Regions from separate parts of the Rattus norvegicus genome. Here region 2 is linked to region 1. Evidence: chromatin contacts called from public Hi-C data. All regions are on one chromosome and are shown on one strand. Each heading gives the region's core, a stretch centred on a gene start, on an enhancer-like site or on the middle of the called end of the contact. The rest is flanking DNA. Distances are from core to core; before and after follow the strand shown.

What was found. A called contact is a pair of places that touch in the nucleus more often than the background predicts.
Region 2: a Hi-C map of liver shows a contact between it and region 1, with 1.7 times the contacts expected there. The contact joins the promoter of Per2 here to the promoter of Scly in region 1. A contact is called at or near these places in 2 of 12 Hi-C or Micro-C datasets (both in liver).

Annotation. Positions count from the first base shown.
Region 1 is chr9:99,335,071-99,339,200 of GRCr8, reverse strand. Scly (selenocysteine lyase) reads right to left here and starts at 1,327. Exons shown (of 12, transcript NM_001007755.2): 1 at 1,225-1,327. The coding sequence starts at 1,277.
Region 2 is chr9:99,495,702-99,499,895 of GRCr8, reverse strand. Per2 (period circadian regulator 2) reads left to right here and starts at 2,903. Exons shown (of 23, transcript NM_031678.2): 1 at 2,903-2,987.

The DNA of each region.
Region 1 (4,130 bases), core at 78-2,577:
CCCCACTAGGCCCGCAAGAGCACAGAACAGGCAGGGTGAAGCTTTGATCTCCTATCTTTGCTTTAAGCCCCAAAGAGTCACCTGACCTTGCAAAGCTTGGGGTCATGGAAGGTGTGCCTGATCACCCTGGGGCTGGAATTCACATTGCTGCAGGCTTTGTCCTGCTCCAAGTCAGTCCTCCAAAGAGCTACACACCCACAGGTCTGCTGAGTGACTGTGGTTTTCCCATCAGTAGCTTGGCTCAACTGTTTTATGGCTTGCATTTTACCAGTGATTGACTCTGTCATTAGCAACTTCCTAGAGAAAGTGAAACTGCTTAATGGATATCTAGTGAAGGCTCAAACCACCAGGCCTAGGCCTTTATAAGATAGGTTCTCACTGGGTAATCTAGGCTGGCCTCCAAATCACAATCCTCCACTCTCCAAGTTAGGATTATAGGCAAGTCTCACCACATCCAGCAAGACTCAATTTTTTAAAGAGAGACAGATATTTCACATCCTAGACGTGAGCACAGACGATGAGAAAAAAAATGAGACGGCAAACCTGTAACCCAGGTGGGAGGAGGCAGTAGTAGCCTGGACTACATAGCAAGGCCTTGTGGGGCTGGGGTGGAGGAGGGACGGGGGAAAAAAGAAAAAAGAGAAAGAAAAAAATTGAAATGGGGGTGGGGAGGGGGCTTTTGGTGTGATGCATTCCTAGGTTGAAGAGAGGAACCAGGACCGACACATCACCCCTGCTCCTTGCGCGCCAGGGGAGGAGGTCCCGCAGCCCTGTGGACAGCAAGAGAATGTAGGTCTCCCCCACTGTCCTGGTGACCCTAAGGCTCCCTCCCCAAAGTCCACTTTTCACCTCAGGGCGGTCAAATGGGCCTTAGAGATCGTCCCCAAAGTTCTCCCCTGTCCCACAGCCACGCTGCCTTAGTCTCTAAGCAGCAGCGATTCTTGTAAAATGCAGATAATTGCGATTTGGCTGTCAGCTCCAGCCTCTAAGACATCATTCCCTGGGAAGGAGCCCGAAACACGGGAGGATGATGCGGCCACACGGCACAGTTGTCACCCGCGGATCCCCTTGTGCCCTTAGCTTTGGTGGTAGCCTGTTCTCTCCCGGGTCGTGTGGCCGGACGCTTCTGTCTGTCTCTGGGACTCCTTTCCCCCGCCTCACCATACCCTCACTGAGGTCCCCCAAGTGTCCTCAGGCCTTGCGGGATCCCCAGAGGGAGCGCACCTGTTGGGCGGGCTCTCCACACTGCCCCGCGCGCCATTCCGCGCCACGTCCATCTCCCTGATCGCTGGCCGGTAACCCCAAGACTGAGCACCCCTTAGACTCCGATGGGGTGCTCGGCTCCCAGGGTATCCGCATTGGCTGCGTGTCGCGCTTCAGCCAATCTGCGAGCCGCACGGGCCCTGCCTCCGCCCCTGACTGGTTGATTGGTCATGAGGGGTCAGGTGGCAGTGGGGCGGAGCTGAAGACATTAGTAGGGCCACCCGGCAGCCGGTCCAATCTAACCGGCCTCCCGCAAAGCGCGCGCTGCTCCAGGCGAGTGATCTGGGCGCTCCAGTTACTGGCACTGTGTGGCACTGTGTCCTGGGAGCCCACCTCCCTGGGCTGTCACCAGTGACAGAAGGGACTTCACCTGCCACCGCAAAGTCGGTGGAAGAAAAAGCGCTAGGATGCGCGGTGCAGTGAGAGGCACCATAGCAGCCAAGACTGAGCGCCTGGAAAGGTTGGCAGCCAGTACTTGTAGACCTAAGGGCCCGCTGGACATAGGATTCCATAGATCCGTCTTCCCGCATGATTTCATTACGTGAAATTAGAAAGTCATGCGTTATGTAGCAGAGGATGGCCTTGTCCGGCATCAATGGGAGGACAGGCCCTTGGTCCTGTCAAGGCTCCAGTGTAGGGGAATGCCAGGGCGGGGAGGTGGGAGGGAGTGGATGGGTGGATGAGGGAGCACACTCACAGAAGCGGGGTGGGTGGGGAGATGGAATAGCAGTTTTCTGGATGGAAAACCTGGAAAGGGGATAACATTTAAAGTGTAAATTTAAAATCTAATAAAAATTTTAAAGTAAAAAAAGAAAGTCGGGAGTTGATACTTTTGAGGATCAGAGGGCCTGAGCTAAGCCGAGCTGTTGAAATTGTGGAAGAATGAAGGCAGAGGGCCCAGAACCCACACAACAACTCACAAGTGTAACTCCAGTTCCAGGGGAACTGATGGCCTCTTTTGGCCTTTACAGTCACCAGGCATGCACATGGTGCTTGTATATAAGTGCAGACAAATACATATACATGCAGAGTCATACACATAAAAATCTTAAACAATTGAAAGATGCAAAGCAGGGCGGTGGTAGCACAGGCCCTTTAATCCCAGCCATCCTCCCCCGCCCATCCTTGCCAGCATGCAGAACTGAACACCTGTCTACTTAGCTGAGGGACGGTTAAGAGGTGCTGAGCTGGCTGCATCCCAGGCAGTCCTCTATGAAACTAGACTCGGGCTCCAGCTTCCCTTTTCCTCAGATTGTCGTCCTTATCTTAGTTAATCTGGACCATCCTAGGCAGGTTTTGCCTTCACTTTCTGTCCTTAACGTTGACTTGGTTGTCACACAACAGTGATGTTTTCACATACCTGTACCAGATCCCTGTGACGGTTTAACACATTCTTGATGTTACATCAGACACTATAATTATATACATCATAGCTTCCATCATGTGGCTTGCATGTAGTAGCCAATCCTCGAGCTCCAAACTCCTCCCGAATGCTGGTGTCCCATACACTGAACTTGGCCAGCTGTTGTTGAGGCCCAAGAGTGACCATATACTTGTCTTTCTGCCCAACCAGGACTTCACCATCCCCCTGGGCTGTCAGCCAACACGAGAACCAGTGGCTTCACCTGTTGCTGCTAAGTTAGTGGAAGAAAAGTGCTGGGATGTGTGGGACAGTGGGGGACACAGCAGCAGCCTAGCTCCAGATAGGGTTGGAGGCTAGTGCTGCGCTTGCCCACCAGGGTGGGCTTGTACTGGACCTGCACCTTTCAGTGTGGGTGAGACTCCACAAAGGCTGAGGAGGACGAGAGAGTGCAGTATGGATGGCTAGTGGGGGCTACCTCTCCACTCCCATTCAGAGTCGTGGACACAGGATAGGTTTTACACTTTAGATCTCTTGTCTCTTTTGGTGATGCTTTTTAGTCCTCAGGGCATAAAACTTATACTCTTTTGATTATGTTTGTGGTAATAACAATGGAACCGAGAGCTTCGGACATACTAAGGAAGCCCCAGTGTTTACCAAATCAACTATTCTGTTCTTTTAACATTGCTATCGTGGAATTATTTTTCATTATTTCACTCATATTGATCATGTACATGACTGCTTGGTGCTCTTGCAACACAGGGAAAAACATCACTGTCTTTACTGAACTGATTCAAATCAAGAAAAAGCCTTGCATTGCATGTGGACTCATCCAGGGAATTACTGGATTTGTTGAGGAATGGCACATTCCTTTGGGAAGGAAGGCTTCAAAGAGCACCCTCCACGTTCTGCCCTCTCTGGTGGCTGTAAAGGTAAGCCACACACTCCTAACACGGCTGTAGGGTTACTGCCTGTCTAAGTTAGAGATGCTGTACCTCTGTTCTCACTGGGGTTTGTGGAATCCTCAGGATTGACACAGTCTTTGCTTTTTTTTTTTTTTTTTTCTTTTGCCAGTTAATTTCTTGGCGAATGATCTCAGAAGTTCTTTGCCAACCAAAATTGTTGAGCATCCTTTTGGGTGCTGATTGGTTTAATCTGGAAAAATGCCTTGGCTGGATACAGCAGCATGCAGCTGTAGTTGTAGCCACATCTGTTCAGGCCGTCTTTTAGTGTAATCTTCTTAAGCAGTTTTCAGAGGCTTCTATGGGCATTATGATACACATATGTGAATTAAGTCTGCTAGTACCAACATTAGGAACACTTTTTAACTATGTGTATCTGCCCGTAGGAATGGGTACATGAGTACGTGTGTCCATGAACTCCAGAGAAGGGCTTTGCATCCCCTGAAGCTGGAGTTACAGATGCTTTTAAGCCACTTCATGTGAGTGTCAGGAACTGAACTTGGGTCTTCCAGAAGAGCAATACATGTTCTTAGCTCCTGAGTCAT
Region 2 (4,194 bases), core at 1,654-4,153, 160 kb before region 1:
TGTAGTCCCAAAAAAGCCTTGTGAAAATGTTATGCCCTATGTAACAGCAGGGTAACATAAAATAAAACTACGTTCTATAAGAAAATAAAAGGAAGTGATACAGGGCATTGCCTCAGACATTGGGTAATATCTCAGGCATAAAGGGTACTCAAGACATGGGGAGCACCTCACCCCCTGGACACAGTTGTCTTGTGATGGCTGTCTTCCTGTAGACTCCTTCAAAACTGTGAGGGACACCAGTGGCCACAAAACCCTGGAAAGAAGCTCAAACCCTGGAAAGAGTCTTGGGAAACCTCGACCTGCAACCCAATTCCCAAGTTCCCAAGGCACAGGTTTGATCTACAGCACCAACTCTGAGAACTGTCATTCACAGACTACCCACCCCCACCAAAAGTCACAGCTCTCATCTCAGTCAGGCCATTGGCTTTTCTTATATGACCTTATTACCAGGAAAGCTGATGCTTCAATCTCTTCTTGCGTGACATGACAGCAAATAGTTTTAGGCTGAGAGGAGGCTTCTTTTAAAACTGTATCTTCAGGGCTGAAGAGATAGCTTAGCAGTTAAAAAAACTTATTGCCCTTCAGGTTGTGGTTCCCAGCACCCATTGGGCAGCTCACAACAATCTATAACTCAAGGTAATGTGGGATACAGGGTAAAATACTGTCTTAAAAATAGAAGGAGGAGGAGGAGGAGGAGGAGGAGGAGGAGGAGGAGGAGGAGGGAAGAGGAAAGGAAGGAGAAGAAGGAGGAAGGAAGAAAGGAGGAGGAGGAAGAGGAGGAGGAGAGAAGAAGAAAAGGAGGAGGAGAGAAGGAGGAGGGGAGGAGAGAAGGAGGAGGAGGAGAGGGGAGGGGGAGGAGGAGGTTCACTTTGCATTTCTCTCCAAACTCAGGTGTTAGCAAATGTTCGTGGCATATATGAATATATTGGAAAGGAGAATCCAACCGAGTGAGAAACCGAAGACAAAATAGATCCCAAAGAGTTCTAGAGTCTCCACAGTATTGAGTTTCCGAAAGAATTGATTTCTATGGCTTTCGAGAATATTTACTGGTGGAAATAGCAAAGGCTAAATGTAAGGAGAAACCGTGACATTACATTGCAGGCCAAATGTGGTGCAAGACAAGAAAGAGCTGAACATGAAGAAGACTTTGCCAGGTGGATGAGCTGTGTACTCTTGTTTCCAGAACAATGCAGCCACCATTGACGTCAATGAAAGTGAGGAAACAAAAGGCCCTTTGGGTGTGTGCAGAGTGCAGCTTGGCCCAGCTCTGCTCAGTGTTTGTGCCTGTTGGGGAGTGTGGTGAGGTGTCAATGTCAGAGGAACCAGAGGTGCTGCCCTGCCCCCTGCAGTGTGAGTCAACATCTGGCTTCCCAGGGCTCCTTCAGGATGGGCTGCCGAAAAGAACTTAGTCTCTGCCTGCCCTCCCACCCACCCCCCTCCCCCGCATCTGAGGAATTGCATGCCTGTCCTGCCAGGCAGACAGAAAGAAGAGCCTCACTCACAGGGATTTTTGAATGTGGGTTAGCTGGCTGTGTGCACCAGCAACTCAGTTTGTTCACAGACTTGGTTGATAGTGTTTGCCTTCTTTCCATTCCTAGTTCCTAGGACACACCTGGGGAAGATTCAGAATAGCGGGTGCTACTAGGCTTCGAGTTCCTAGGCCACGACGAGTAACCTTTGCACCCTTCAAAGACATGACAACCTTGCCTCCCCCATCACACCCTACACTTCCAGAGCCTTTAAAATGTCTATGTCAGACAGGTAAGTCTTGGGCCTCAAACCAGTTCCAGGGAAAGTTCTACTCCCTCCTTTGACCCTTTGGACTGAATGCTTAATAGTCTTCCAGACAGTACTCTTGAAAGAGCCAAGTAGGTTCAGCCAAGGTTCCACAAGAGCAAGGTTGTCCTGTCCCCGGGGAATTCCCTCCCCTGACTAGCGAGTGTCTATAGCTTCCACCTCAGAAAAGCCCTGCTGTTCCAGATGCATGTCCCATCTACCCCATTCTCAAGTGCTCCGCTTCCACATACCCTGTAAGGTTAATAAACTACACCACCGCATTTGGTTAAGCTTCCCTACAGAATGCCAGTCTTTTCTCCCTATGCCATTGAGGGCAGGAAGAAATCACTTCTTTCCTTTGTATCTCTGCACCGCACTCATGACCTTATTTCCTGAATCAACACAATCTGGCAACACGCGATTTCAAAAACAAGAAAGGCTAAGTGGGAGCGATGTGCTCTGGCCCACGTAGGACGACCATCAGCCTGGGGTCCTGGCCTGGGGTCAACCAGGCTGTCCTGCATAGGTGCGCAGCAGCAGATCCAGAGGGGCCGCCCTATTTGTCCTCCGGCGCCTCGCCATGAATGAATGGGAGAGGAAATGAATGAACTGGGCTGGGTGAGCGAAAGGTGTCGGATGAGAGCTTTCTCGATCCCTCAGATTGCTGAGGCTGCTCACGTCGCTGCAGGTGGTAGGCCGGTGGCCTGGGACTCCGCCGGCCGTGAGTGGCGCAGCAGCCAAGAACCTTCCCCCCCGCGCCGCAATGGTACGCGCCACTCCCGGCTGCACGAGCGGGCCACCGCCATGCCAGGTGAATGGAAGTCCCGCAGGCCGGAAGTGGACGAGCCTACTCGCCAGGGCGCAGGGGGGCGCAAGAGTGCGCAACGTCTTCATTGAGGAACCGGGGCGGCGAACATGGAGTTCCATGTGCGTCTTATGTAAAGAGAGCGACGGGCGTCTTTACCAATCGATGCGCGGAACTCTCAGGTTCCGCCCCACCAGTATGCAAATGATGCGGCGCCGCGACCAATGGCGCGCGGAGGGGCGGGCTCAACGCGCGCGGTCACGTTTTCCACTATGTGACAGCGGAGGGCGACGCGGTGGCAGCGGCGCTACAGTGACTAGCGGCTCCGGGCGGCTGCGGCGCAGGCCGAGCGCACCAAGTGACGGGTCGAGCAAAGGACCGACGCGCGGGTGGACGCTGCGAAGCGGTGAGTGGCGCGGCGCTGGGCGGCGGCTCGGCGCTGGGCGGTGGCGCGGACCTGGACGGCCGTGGTCGGCTTACGTAACCGGCGGCTCGAACAGCTGGAGCTGGGGTCCTGAGCCAGGAGTTGCCGACTGTGCAAACGGCTGCAACTCCGCAGAATGTAGATGGGACTGCGCGGTGACCCTCTTTTAGGCGCACACTGCTGCCCCCCATTTCTCAGGTTAGGCACTGAGGTCGGGGAGATTAGTTAGGCATCTTGTCCGAGGACGCAGAGACATTGAGTGATCACCACACCAGACTGCGCGAGCCGACTCCAATAGTGATGACCAAGGAAACTAGGGTGAGTGCAAAACGTTCCTAGGATGGATCCAGAGGGTCCCCTGAGGAGCTAGCTTACTACTATAAGTCCAGATAGTCAAGTCTGGCCCTGAGGAAGGACCACTGGTAGGCGTTGACTCCCAGAGGTGGGAAAGGGGTTAAACAGAGAAATATCCAATGCCAAGCCACACCTGCCCCTCCCCGTCGTCAGAGAGACCACCTTCCTTGTCCACCCACTCTGATTTCCATGGCATCCTCCATGCCAGCATTTCCTGTCTCCAGATGGACTGGGTGTGTGTCAGGGGAGGGGGAGAGGTCCACTCTTGAGCTGGAGCAGTCACGTCATCCTTTGGGACATACCTTGGCTGCCAAGCGCAGACATGGACCAAGAGGTGGGCGGTGGCCTGCTTCTTCTCCAGGATCCCTGGTTGCCAGGGTTTCTGTAACGTATACACAAGGAACCAGTTTGGAAAGCTGATTCATACAGATCAAGGGAGCCAGAAGGCTCCCTGGAAATCATCCAGGGTAACCCCTAGCTTGAAGAGGCAGAGGCACAGGCTGATAGGCTGTACCACTGTAAAAACCAGGCCTGGCTGGCAGTCTGAGGATCCGTTTCCCCTCCTTGGTCCACATGCTTACCAGAGATGCAAGCCTGACACGTCCACTTTGCCTTACTCTCTGGAGTCTAGGTCGGATTTGTCTGATAAGAGAACCAGAGTCTGTGTACCTGAAGGCTTTCATTGAAAAAAAAAAATCGGGCTTTTAAATGCAGAGAGAATCACTTTTTATACGTCGTTGGAATCTAAAAAAGCCGAGGACTCCTTTATTTTAGTGGTGGCTGTACACTGTGCCCTCAAGGAATGGCACTGTGGGTGGCTGCGGTTATCCGTCAC